3 separate regions of the Mus musculus genome follow, and all the other regions are linked to region 1. The links are chromatin contacts, called in public promoter capture Hi-C and targeted proximity ligation maps. All regions are on one chromosome and are shown on one strand. The core of a region is the stretch at or near the end of the contact, and the rest is flanking DNA. Distances in the headings are between cores, read along the strand shown. Region 1 overlaps Tjp2 (tight junction protein 2). Region 2 holds the start of Fam122a (family with sequence similarity 122, member A). Region 3 has its middle 32 kb from the start of Tmem252.

The links. Promoter capture Hi-C pulls out the DNA fragments that hold promoters and counts their contacts.
Region 2: a contact with region 1 is called in a promoter capture Hi-C map of pre-B cells, with 4 times the contacts expected there. A contact is called at or near these places in 2 of 39 promoter capture datasets (hippocampal neurons and pre-B cells), 2 of 484 Hi-C or Micro-C datasets (embryonic stem cells and muscle stem cells), 1 of 130 datasets of targeted methods (bone marrow-derived macrophages) and 1 of 9 other capture datasets (adipose tissue).
Region 3: a contact with region 1 is called in a targeted proximity ligation map of pancreatic cancer cells. A contact is called at or near these places in 2 of 130 datasets of targeted methods (bone marrow-derived macrophages and pancreatic cancer cells) and 1 of 9 other capture datasets (embryonic stem cells).

Annotation. Positions count from the first base shown.
Region 1 is chr19:24,164,956-24,168,684 of GRCm38.p6, forward strand. The region is part of intron 2 of Tjp2 (tight junction protein 2); the gene reads right to left. Among named protein-coding and RNA genes, the nearest start is that of Tjp2, 58 kb to the right of the region's middle.
Region 2 is chr19:24,475,244-24,479,246 of GRCm38.p6, forward strand. It overlaps Fam122a (family with sequence similarity 122, member A), which reads right to left and starts at 2,231. Exons shown (of 1, transcript NM_026520.3): 1 at 536-2,231. The coding sequence starts at 2,113. The coding sequence ends at 1,259. All of the region lies in intron 1 of Pip5k1b (phosphatidylinositol-4-phosphate 5-kinase, type 1 beta), which reads right to left.
Region 3 is chr19:24,640,009-24,643,591 of GRCm38.p6, forward strand. No RefSeq gene overlaps it. Among named protein-coding and RNA genes, the nearest start is that of Tmem252, 32 kb to the right of the region's middle.

The DNA of each region.
Region 1 (3,729 bases), core at 411-2,910:
AACCAAACTTATTTTTAAATAATAAGGGTTGGAAAGACTCCCCAGTGGATAAGAGCACTTGCTGCTCTTACAGAGAACCTGGGTTCATTTTCTAGGACCCACGGGGCAGCTCACAACTGAAGGGACTCTAGCTACCTTGAGTTGGCCAGCATGACTCTAGCAGACCTGGCCCTTCTCCTCCATTCCCTCTGCCTCGCTTAAAAACAACAACAAAAACAAACAAACAAACACACCAAACTGCTATCCATTCCAAAGGCTAACCCCCCATGGTCTATTTCCTTATTGCTAATTCCTATTCCAGAAACTGACTACCAAGGTCCAGCTGTAAAGTCTAGCAATCAAAAGCTCCCTTCAGGCACCTAATTAACATGCACAATTAAAATTAAACACTTCATCTCAGCACAGGGTTTCCCATTTCACCTTTATAAACCATCATTTGCCTGTCCCCTCTCCATCCAGAGGCAGCCCTTTATCCCATTCCAAGACAAATAACCCTCTTCTTTCTTTTCTCTCCGTTCTCCCTCTTCCTCTGGCTCCTGTCTCATCCCTTAACCCTGACCTCTGTCCCTCCAGAGCAAATACATCTCCTTTGTGCTAAGCGCACATTTTTCCTTTTAACAAGTCTGTGTCTATAAACTGGGCATGGTGGTGCACATCTTTAATCCCAGTCAGGAGGATCTCACCTAGTCTACATAGTGAGCTCCAGGACACACAGCCAGACCTAATATACAGATGGAGGAAAAAGGAAGTCTCTAGCTCCGGCTCCAGGGATGTGAGATTCTTGTCTGGCCTCTGAGAGTATAAGGCGCAAACAACCACCGAGTACACAGACATACAAGACGGCAAAACACCATACATATAGAGAAAAAAATAATTCCAGAAAAAAATTAAAATAAAATCTGGAAAAGGGAGGAGAAGACAGTCGCTACTGGCTTGAGGGAAGAGAACCCTGTGGCTCTGGCTAGTACATTATTCAAGCTGCAACTTAATAACAGATCTTTCCATTGCTCTGTGAGCTAAGCAACTACCAGGCTCCCTGGGACCTTTGCCGTTAAACAGTATGTCTTTTTAAAAACGTCTTTCTGAAAGAATCCAATGGATGCCTTTTTAAAAGAAAAAAAATAAGAAAATAACACACACATATAGCTGAAAGAGCAAGTAATTTGGAATATCTTGCTCCAAACTCCTTAGAATGTTCTCTAAGCTTTACACTCGAGCACTGAGAGCCCCCAGGAAGTTAGGGGCCACAGATGACTTTATTAGCCATCTAAACTAAGCAGAGCTGAGGTCTGCAACTCACATAAAGTGGCCAGTTAATTAGCGCTGCAGTTTCTGCTGCTTCTGGGCCTAAGTTCTGCAACACAGTAACAATTTTAATGGAGACCAACCTGAGCTAAACACAGCCCCATCTCAACAACAGCACACTGAGAGGTCCAGAAGCAATTCTACACTTTTTTTGGTTAAGACTTTTTAGTTCATCCAACTATCATCCATTCGCTACAGAAATATGAGGAATTCTCTCAATTAAGTTCGCCACTAGTCTGAGTCATGCTAGCTCATGCCTTCCCAAATCGAGTCAATCTGATAAGTACACAGTGACTTCGTCTGATGCCCTGCCCCGAGAGCCCTTGTGCCTACCACTCTGACTCACACAAGGGCAGGGCTCACAGCTAATGGGAAGTGACTGGCGGTATGCAGTGGCCGGAGGAAACAGGGGCAGGTGTACACCAGCCAATCCCACACAGCCGAGCAGCTGACTCCTCACTGAAGAGGGCTAAAGAGGAAGAAGCCTGCTCCTCGGTCGGAAACTGAGCTCACCAGGAAGTCCTTTAGTTTTGCTAAGAACCTCCCTCACTAATCTCATCGATTCTACTCCGCTGAATCCTCCGGAGACTGAGAGTGGCCGGTGACGTGAAGGTGTTGTCTCCGAGCTACAGGGATGACTCTCCTGGGTGAAACCCCACCCACCCAGGTTCTCAGGTGCGCCTGCTATCCTTGTAAGGCAAAAAGAAGAAACTGAACTTGAGCCAAGTGGGTAGGATCAGCTCTCAGATCATGTAAACAAATTGCTATAGTCGGACATTAAAGCAATGAGGCCGGCTGACAAATTTCTTTTTCCTTCCTCCTGAGAACAAAGGCCCTAGAAGCTCCAAGCCCTAGAAGGAACAAATACTACTAGAAAGCATTAGACCTTAAAAACTTTTGGTCCTGCAGGGGAGCTCCTTAGGCAGGGAGGTAAACACACACACACACACACACACCCCTGCGGGGAAGACGACTCTCAAGCAAAAAGACCTGCTTGGAAGACATTTCTGCCACCTGAAGCTGCAAAGGACCCTCCAATCTGCTGAGCTGCCTGCAGGCTGTCCAGTGTGGTCCAGGTTCCCAGCCTTTGTGAGCTGTCACCCATGCCGGGGTGAACTTTGGCGATAAGAGTTATTCTGGGGTGATCTGTGCTCATCCATATGGGATCATTTCTATTCCTGAATTCAGATTCCTGTAGGGAACCCCAATAAAACTCACTGGGTCGCCAAGCTGGACTTTGGTGGTATCCTTACCACTAAAAATTGGGTGTATCATGGGTTCCCAATCTGGGATTGAGTGTTTTGTCCACCCCGTAAAATAAAAAATTAAGTCACACAACACCTGGCTCGCCTTACCTTCAACTCAAGGAACTAAAGTTTCTCTATCACGATCCACGTTTTCCTTTGTTAGGATGGCAAAAATGTAACTGGACTTTGAGACTGGTGTACAGTCTAAAAACTTACCACCAAAAAAAGCTACAAACCTGGTCTGGACAGGTGTCTCAGCAGTTAAAAGCACTAGCTGTTCTTGCCAAGGACCAGGGTTTGATTCCCAGAACTTCATTCTCTGCTCACAATCACCTGTCAGCCCAGACCCAGAGGATCTGCCAAGCCTCTTCTGGCCTCCAAGGGACAACAGGTACCCATTGTTGTGCAATATAAGTGCAGGCATATAATAAAATAATTTTAACTCTAATAAGTACCTGGCACAGCAGGTACTTAGGATATTCCAGGCCCTGGGTTCCACCCACAGCTTCCTGAAGCAACAAAGGGGACGGGAGGTGTTCATTCAGAGATGTGTCAAGATTACATTTTCCCCATTACTATATTTACTCCTCACACAGAACAGGAGGAGGAGGAGAAACATAAAAGCCACACCCATCAAAGTCTAGTCAGGCTAAAACATTAGTCTAAGTTCAAATAAGCACATTACAAAGTATACTCTACTGTGGCTGGATGGCAGCCTGTATCCTGTTAAAGACCCAACTGTAACCATCTGCCAGGCGGCACTCATCAAATAGCATGTCCTGCTATGAAATGACTAAATACAAGTCACCAGCCAGAGGCTTCGGACACTTCACAAATGGCGCCACAGGCACACAACTAGAGAACGGCTATAATTCAGAGTGTCTCCTTTTCCTTTTCCTTCACATCAGCGTGCACCTCAACTGTCCTCCTTAAGTCAAAGCAAGGGGTTGTTTTTCTACCTCAAACTTTGCGGTTCCTACAGCATCCTTGTCAGAGCCCCCTTTATAGCTCCATGTATGCACCAGAAGTATATAAGTAGGTTCCATCCGCAGCACCATAAAGCTAATTCATTAACGAAAACCAAGAATCCCGCCACACAACACATTCTGTAAAGACCCTGAGAAGTTAAAACCTTTACGCGTGGCAAGCTATTTGGTGATCTGCATTCTTCAGGCCG
Region 2 (4,003 bases), core at 981-3,480, 310 kb after region 1:
TGTGACTGTCCACTGATCATCATCGGTCTTTAATTAACTGACATTTCCAATGCTGTTAATATAACTCCAACTACAGAGATGTATCACGCTGTTAGAAACCCAAGTCAGAGGTACCTTTATCTAGCCACGCCCTAGCTTGGTGGGAAATGGGAAGTACCTGTTGGCAAGGAAACAACTGCTTCCTTCCTGAGCAAGGGAAAAAGATGAAGGTGACAGATGGGCAGAGCAAAAAAAGCAGCCACGAGCTGCTCTGGCTTCTCATTGGCAAGAATTTTAAGAATGGAGACGTGACTGGATAGCTTCAAGTCTATCAAGGATTGAGAGAGTATCGTCTGTCTGGGTATTCTCCAACACTCAACGGTGCTTCTCACACATTTACATTTCACAAGTGTTAAATCTGAGATGGCAGCAAGAGCCTTGCCTTCACCTGTCTCCATGTGAGCTAAGACTACAAGGCACCGTCCCCCTGCTTGTTTAGGACTATACCCAAAAGAATGCACTTTCTGGTTAAAAATGTTTTCACAAAGAAACTTGTCATTTCTGTACTTGTATTAGTGTGATTTACCAGAGTTACTATGAAAAGTGTTAGAAAATGTCCGTAAATATTTACTTTATATACTGAATTTTAAAACATTTGCTGCAAGTGCTATTTCTCCTTTTGTCGTTTTTCCCTCCCATCCACCTTTCTGCCTAGGACATTAAATACCAAGGGCTCCTGGGTAAACTAGACAACCAATGGACTGATATGACTAACATTCTTTTTAAAGCTGTAAGTAGGTAAATTCTTCAGTAGATGTAAAATAGCAACCATTGAAAACACCAAAAATTAGTGTGCCATGAACTATGGAATTTTAAAACATCAGTTTACTAAACTGAAATTCAACATTTATATTTTCATCAGAACTTAATAATCCCATAAATAAATAGAGCTCTCAATTATTTAAAAAATCAAGGGATAACATATGTATTTAGACATATTAGCAGCGTAAAATGTATGCTTCAACACACTTATTGATAAAAAGTCCGAAAATATTACTACACTGAATTCAAGGGCATCCCCAGGAACCTGACATAGAAATTCTCTAGAATAACATTTCAGGAATTTCCAAAAAGAGGGAAGAGTCAAATAGGAAACGGCTTTAACGTAATCGACAAAGTTCAGTGCTTGCTCTAACTTGATTTTTTTCTTTCTTTTTTTTTTTGTTTGTTTTTGTTTTTTTGTCTCTCCATTGGGGGAGGGGGATTCAAGATGAGTGAGTCACTTTGAGGAAAGTTCATCTACTGGAATAAAGGGGGAGGCTGCTTGGGCGGGCGACACAGGAGAGTCGGTGGTAGTGCTGACTTTCGCTGGTGAGTTACAGGAAGATCCGGCACTGCTGCTGTTTCCATCCAGGGTATCGGAAGATACGCACACACCGGGGTCTGACAGCTGTGCAACGTCAGAAGACAGCATGTTGGTGATGCCCTGGAAAAATCTCTTTGGCTGATAATCAGTTTCCATTTCACATTTTCTTTTCAATGGTCCAAGAACACTTGGTCTAATGCAGTTGATGGGACTCTGGCTTCTCCGGGTGGTAAATCGGGTGGTTGGGCTGGGAATGGGACTTGGAGGCAGTCCGTTGCTACTCACAAAACTTTGCAAGGACGGTGAGAAACACTGCTTCCCAATTCCCCGGGTCGGGGACGGTGCCGGAGACACCGGAATGAAATCGATGCGCTTCGGGGAGGCGGATTTCTCCACGTCGTTGTCACTCAGGCTGAAACTTTCCTCCCAGGAGTGGCTTATCTGCATTGCGGTCTGCACCTCGCGCTCGTGAACGGTCTCTCGGTTGATCAGGTCCATGCCCTCCTCCTGTTTGATCTGGTGCAGGCGGCTGCTGTGCATTCGGACCGGCGAGGCCGGGAGCAGCAGGCCGTGGCGGCTCGGGAACGTCGTGCTGTTCCGTCTGGCGCTGGGCGCCTCGGCCTGGAACACCGGCGACGAGTCGCTGAGGCCGTGGATCAGGGGGGCGCTGTTAGACCTCCGCAGGCCCCCGCCGCCAGGGCCGCCGCCCTCCGCCGGGCTCGCGCCCGCGGGCAACTCCAGGTCCAGCTCCATCTTCTCCTGAGCCATGGCGCGGCCGGGAGGCGGGGGCGGTGCTCAGTCAGGGCCCTGGGACTCCCATTCCCCGCGGCCCAAGGCCGCCGCCGCCGCCGCCGCCTTCGAGAATCTGTCAGCGGGTTCGCGCCTCTGCGCAGGCGTGCCCCTTCGCGCAGGCGCCCTGGCACGCCCGTTCTCGCGGCGCCAGCTTAGTGCGTCATGGCTGCGGCGCCGCGGCGGGGGCAGGGGGCGAGCAGTGGTTGGGCGACTCCAGTGTTCGTTTCTTCCGCAAATAGTCACTGGGCGCGGGCTCGCGGGAAGGCAGGTTACGGAGGCCGGGGCATTGAGAAGTGTATGTGCTTATGAAGCAAGTGTGAGCTCAGAAAGATAGGCCCTTGGTGATGTGGGGCTTCATGATTGAGCTTGGCCCGGCCTGGTGGGCTTCCCAGAGGGAAGTCTGAAGGAGGCCACGGCGGCGCTTTGTAAAACTGGACTGGAAGCAGGGAGCCACTGCTACCCAGCTAGGTGACAGACAGGAACCAGGAGGACAGGGTTGTTAGCCTGATGGTGGACAAGAGCAAGTTCTGGGCTTTTTTTGAGAACAATGAACTCCCGGGCGTTCTCAAGGAAGCATATTAGGGTACAGGAGCAGCCTTTGGCTGAGGTCTGAGGAAGAAGACATGGGATTAGAACCTACAGGGAAAAGGCCAAAGAGGAGGTTGATTTACACTAGGACAGAATCGGGGAGGGCCAAGAGAGAATAGTAGACTTAAGGCGGTTGGGAGGAAGAAGCTTTGTGACATCTTTTTTAAAAAAGTTGTCATATTTCTGCCGTTAACCGTGCACATACTAATGTTCACTTGGTGTGGGAATCCAATGAAAGAAAAAAAAAAGACACATTCATAGATCAACAGATTTTTAGCTTATGTAATTAATACAAAACTTTGTATCTCATTAACAGGGAAGTTGTATGTGTTCATTTATTCAGTCAAGTCTCCTATTCGGGCATACCTACTTACTATGTACCAGGTACTGTGCTAGGAAATGGACTTGTGTGAGGACATTCAGTTTCTACTGGGTGGGAGTGGGGGATGAGAAAATAGGGGACTTTTGGTGGTATGGCTGGAGGTAGAAGTGGGACGGTGTGGTCAAGCACTACCTATATATAGCCCTTGAGGGGCAGTTGGGCAGAGTTCAGTTGTAAATGACAAATCCTGTGGACTGTGGGAGGTGGGGGCAGGGCCGAGTGTTCCAACCAATGCGAAGGGCCAACATACCCACCCGTCTGGGGAAGAACAAGGAAAGAAAAATCAAGAAGGAGACAGGTGACCTGAGAGGTCAACGGACTGAGCGCCCAGTCCTATGATTATAAGTCCCTGAGCAGTATTAGGCAGGGGAATAATAGGCTTGGGCTTTATCTGTTATGGTTTGAGATGGAGTCTCACTAAGTCATTGCTCAGGCTAATCTCAAACTTCTGGGCTCTAGTGATTCACCTCACTCCCAAAGGAAGTAGGGCTAAGGGCATATCGTGCCACACTCAGCATGGTTTTTGCTTTAAACACCATGGAATGAGCTGAAAGGGGGCCAGAGGCAAGAGTGGAGGCCAGAAGATAGAGTAGAAAGCTGCTACAGAGAGCAGAATACTGGGGTAGGGTTGTAACAGTAGGGAATGGGGAGAAGGGGATCCACTGATGTCATCTGGGATGAGATTTGCCAATAGGTTAAATTTCGGTGTTCAAAGAAATAGGGAGGCGGGGAGGAGATAAGGGATTTTTGGAGGGGAAGCTAAGAAAGGGGATAACATTTGAAATGTAAATAAAACATCTAATTAAAAAACAAAAAAAGAAATAGGTAATTTAGATGGTAATGTCAAATGAATAGGAAAGGTACATGGGGTGGAGGTTGAGTTTTCAGTTTTGGTA
Region 3 (3,583 bases), core at 558-3,057, 480 kb after region 1:
CCAGCCCATAGGATGGTGTTTTCCACATTCAGATGGATTCTCCCTTCTCAGTTATGCCTCTCTGGAAACACCCTCATAAACTTGAACAAATCCAGTTATGTTACAACAAAGATTAGCGATCAGGAGAAATCATGGGAGTAGGAGGTAAAATCCTTAAATCTGAAGTAAGATGAGGCCTCTGTCCTGTTCCCTCAAGATACCCTATCTACCTACCACTATCGCACACATTCATGGTGCTCATTTGAGTAGGTATGTGGTAAATTATTTAGTAGAAATTCTGTATATTTTTCAGTATTTAAATGACTATGTTCCATCCCTTTATTCCTAAGTCCCTGATGAAGGAAGGACCCCAATGTAGACAGAACCACGGTAGGAGTATGTGTATGTGAGGAATGAGTGCACACTCCTGCCATGCGTCTAATTTAGAAGGTTGGGGAGGTTATAAAAGTCATGTTCAAGAAGTTCTTGGTCCCCAAAATGCAGCTCTGGGTGATGGTGTAGACTTTTAAGATATAGTGCTTTGCAGGATGTCCTGGGATGGTCAGAGTGTACCCTCAATAAAGATTATTTCTTGTGGAAACCCGAGAGTGGTTTTTGTTTATTTGTTTTTGGGGTGGGGGTGAGACAGGGTTTCTCTGTATAACTCCGGCTGTCCTGGAACTCACTTTGTAGACCAGGCTGGCCTTGAACTCAGAAATCCGCCTGCCTCTGCCTCTGCCTCCCGAGTGCTGGGATTAAAGGCGTGCACCACCACGCCCGGCTGTTTGTTTGTTTGTTTGTTTGTTTGTTTATTTATTTATTTATTTAAATAAAACCTGGTTGTTATTTTTTTAAGGTCATAGTACACAGAGCTTATTATCAAAATGTTGTGTGTCTTTGAACCATCTTAAAACAAATAATAATAATAATAACAATAAAAATAATATAGTTATTATCATGCATAATAATAATAATAATTAATAAATAAAGTAGCAGCAGCAGCAGCAGTAGATGCCCAGATAGCTTCCTAATAGTTGAAGATACAAAATCAGTGGGCTCTGGCACGCTGAATCTCAGCACGTGACGTACAGAAGGGAACCCAGAATACTCTTGCCTGCCATATTTGAATCTGGAAGTTTCCAACCTCCTTTTCACTGTGGACAGGTGCACACTGCTATAAAGGATTAGGAAAGGGAGCCACCAGCGTCTGACTCACCCTCTAAAGGAAGCAGGAATGGCAGCCCTGACCACAAGCTTGCGTGCGCTTTCAGTAGAGAATGTGCAGCTGATCCAGACTGTCAGGACTCTCTGAGCTCTAAGCATTAATAGTAATATGCTGGCACCAAGGGAAATCTCCAATCTTACCAAAAGTGTAAGCCAAAATGTAACAGACAAATCCAGCCTGTTAGCCTATGTTACGCCTTGATCTAGGGATAGGCTATGGTGGCAGGGGCAAGGGGGAAAAGACATGTGGATAGAGTCTTTGACCTAAGACTATGAGAATGTCTGTAGCAGAAACAATAGGTGTCTTAGTCCACTCAGGCCATATCACAACATACCAAATGGCTGGCCTATAAACATCAGAACCATAATTCTGATAGCCCCAGGGTACAAGGAGTTGTGGATCCAGGCTGAAGCACATTTGGTATTCAGTGAGGGCCTGCTTTCCTAGTCATAGACAGTGAGTCTTAGCTGTATCCTTCCTTCTTGGGAGAAGAAGGAGTCAGTGCTCTGGGGACTCTTTTAAAAATGCTTTACACAATGCCTTAAAAGGGCCCTTGTGACGTAATCCCCCTTTAATGGCTCCACTGTCTAATAACATCACATCTGTAAGCGGCAGTACAATGTGTGCATTTGGAGGGACACACACAGTCCACGCATAGCAATAGTCTAGCAGTGAATTAGAACCATTCTCTGTTGAAAATTTGAGATAAAGAAATTAGTAACTTTCTAGAAAGGAATTTTGTACATATTCAGGAATATTAAAAAGCAGAGAGAGAGAGAGAGAGAGCCGCTACTGTTTGTCTCTATTTCACCTTTGACTCTTTGCCTGACCTTGACTTTGGAGAATGTATCTTCTTGTTACTGATGCTGCTAGGTGAAAAAGAACTCTCTTGGAAGCTTTGCCCATACTCAAGTCACTGTAATAGCATGAAGGTCCAAAGACAGACTTCCTTAGAGTAGGCTCAGACCTTTGCTGCTCTCTACCCATCCTCCCTAGGGCCATGATCTAGTCAATGTCTTCAAAAAGGAGCCATCCTCTTCCTCCTGCGAGTAGCTGTCACACCATGGAGCTGGAGCTCCCTCTTGTTGCCCTACACAAATACTGTGACTGGAGTAGAACTCAGGGGAGGGAGGAGTTATCATTTCGGGTTCATTGTCTGAAGGCATCTGGTGTCCCCCGTTAGCCACCCTCTGCGGCCATTGCTCAGCTTGCAGGTATCATTTTGAGAGGAAAGGAAAAGTAACAGCTGTGTTACTGAGTGTGTACACGACCCACATTAGTCACACTTACCGGGGTTTAAGTTATGACTCTGTCACCTTTGTCCCTTCAATGGCCAGCTTTTAAAGTAAACTGTACTGGCATTCTTGACATGCCTCCCTTGGGGCAAGACCTCACTTTCCTCTGATCATTTTTTTCCCTCAGATGATTTTCTTGTCACATAAAGTGCACAACACTCACTGTAGAGAAAATCTCTTATATTCTGTATGGATGCATCACTTGTCAATAACAACAACAACAACAATAATAATAATAATAATAATAATAATAATAAGCCTATGGCCAAAGAGCTGAGGCAGGATTAGGAGGTGGGGTATCCAGCAGAGAGAGAGAGAGAGAGAGAGACAGACAGACAGACAGACAGACAGAGACAGAGAGACAGAGAGGGAGAGACAGAAAGATGGAGGGAGTGGGGATAAAGAGGAATTCAAAAACAGTCAGAAGTGTGGGAGATTAGTCAGGAACTCTGAGAAGAGGTAACAAGCCATGTGGTGCTTTGTAGAACAGAATAACCAGATAATTGAGTCATGAGCTAGTCAGGGGAACAAGCCCTAGCTTATGGCCGAGGCGTTTATTTATAAAATATTCAGTCTCAGAGCCCTTACTCTGGGAACAAAGTGGCTGGGTAGGAAAGCTTGATGTTATAACTCACAATTATTTACGTCTCTGTTGTTGTTGTTGTTGTTGTTGTTGTTGTTGTTGTTTTCTCTAGCTAACTTTGCACTTCCTGGGGACAAATCCTTCCCATATCCACGAGGTCACTGTTTCATGGACTAAGTGGATAAGTGACAAGCTCTTTCTCCATCTTTGTTTACACGAATCTTTTTTTTTCCTCAGGGATTAGGGGGTCAGACTTCTCCCATCGTGCCTATAAAAGTGTGATTGCAAAGGAAACTTTCTATCCTCAAGGAAGGACTCTTAGGCTCCAGCTCTGTACTTGAATCACCTGGGAAATACAGCAGACATAAACCCACTTCCCCAGGCCAATGGGCACAGACTCTCTGTGGGGAGGGTCTGAATATCAGCATCTTCCCACAGCTTCTTTGATGGCTCTATCCGATAGTCTGCATCAGGACCACAGTCTTTAGGCCATCCTGGTGC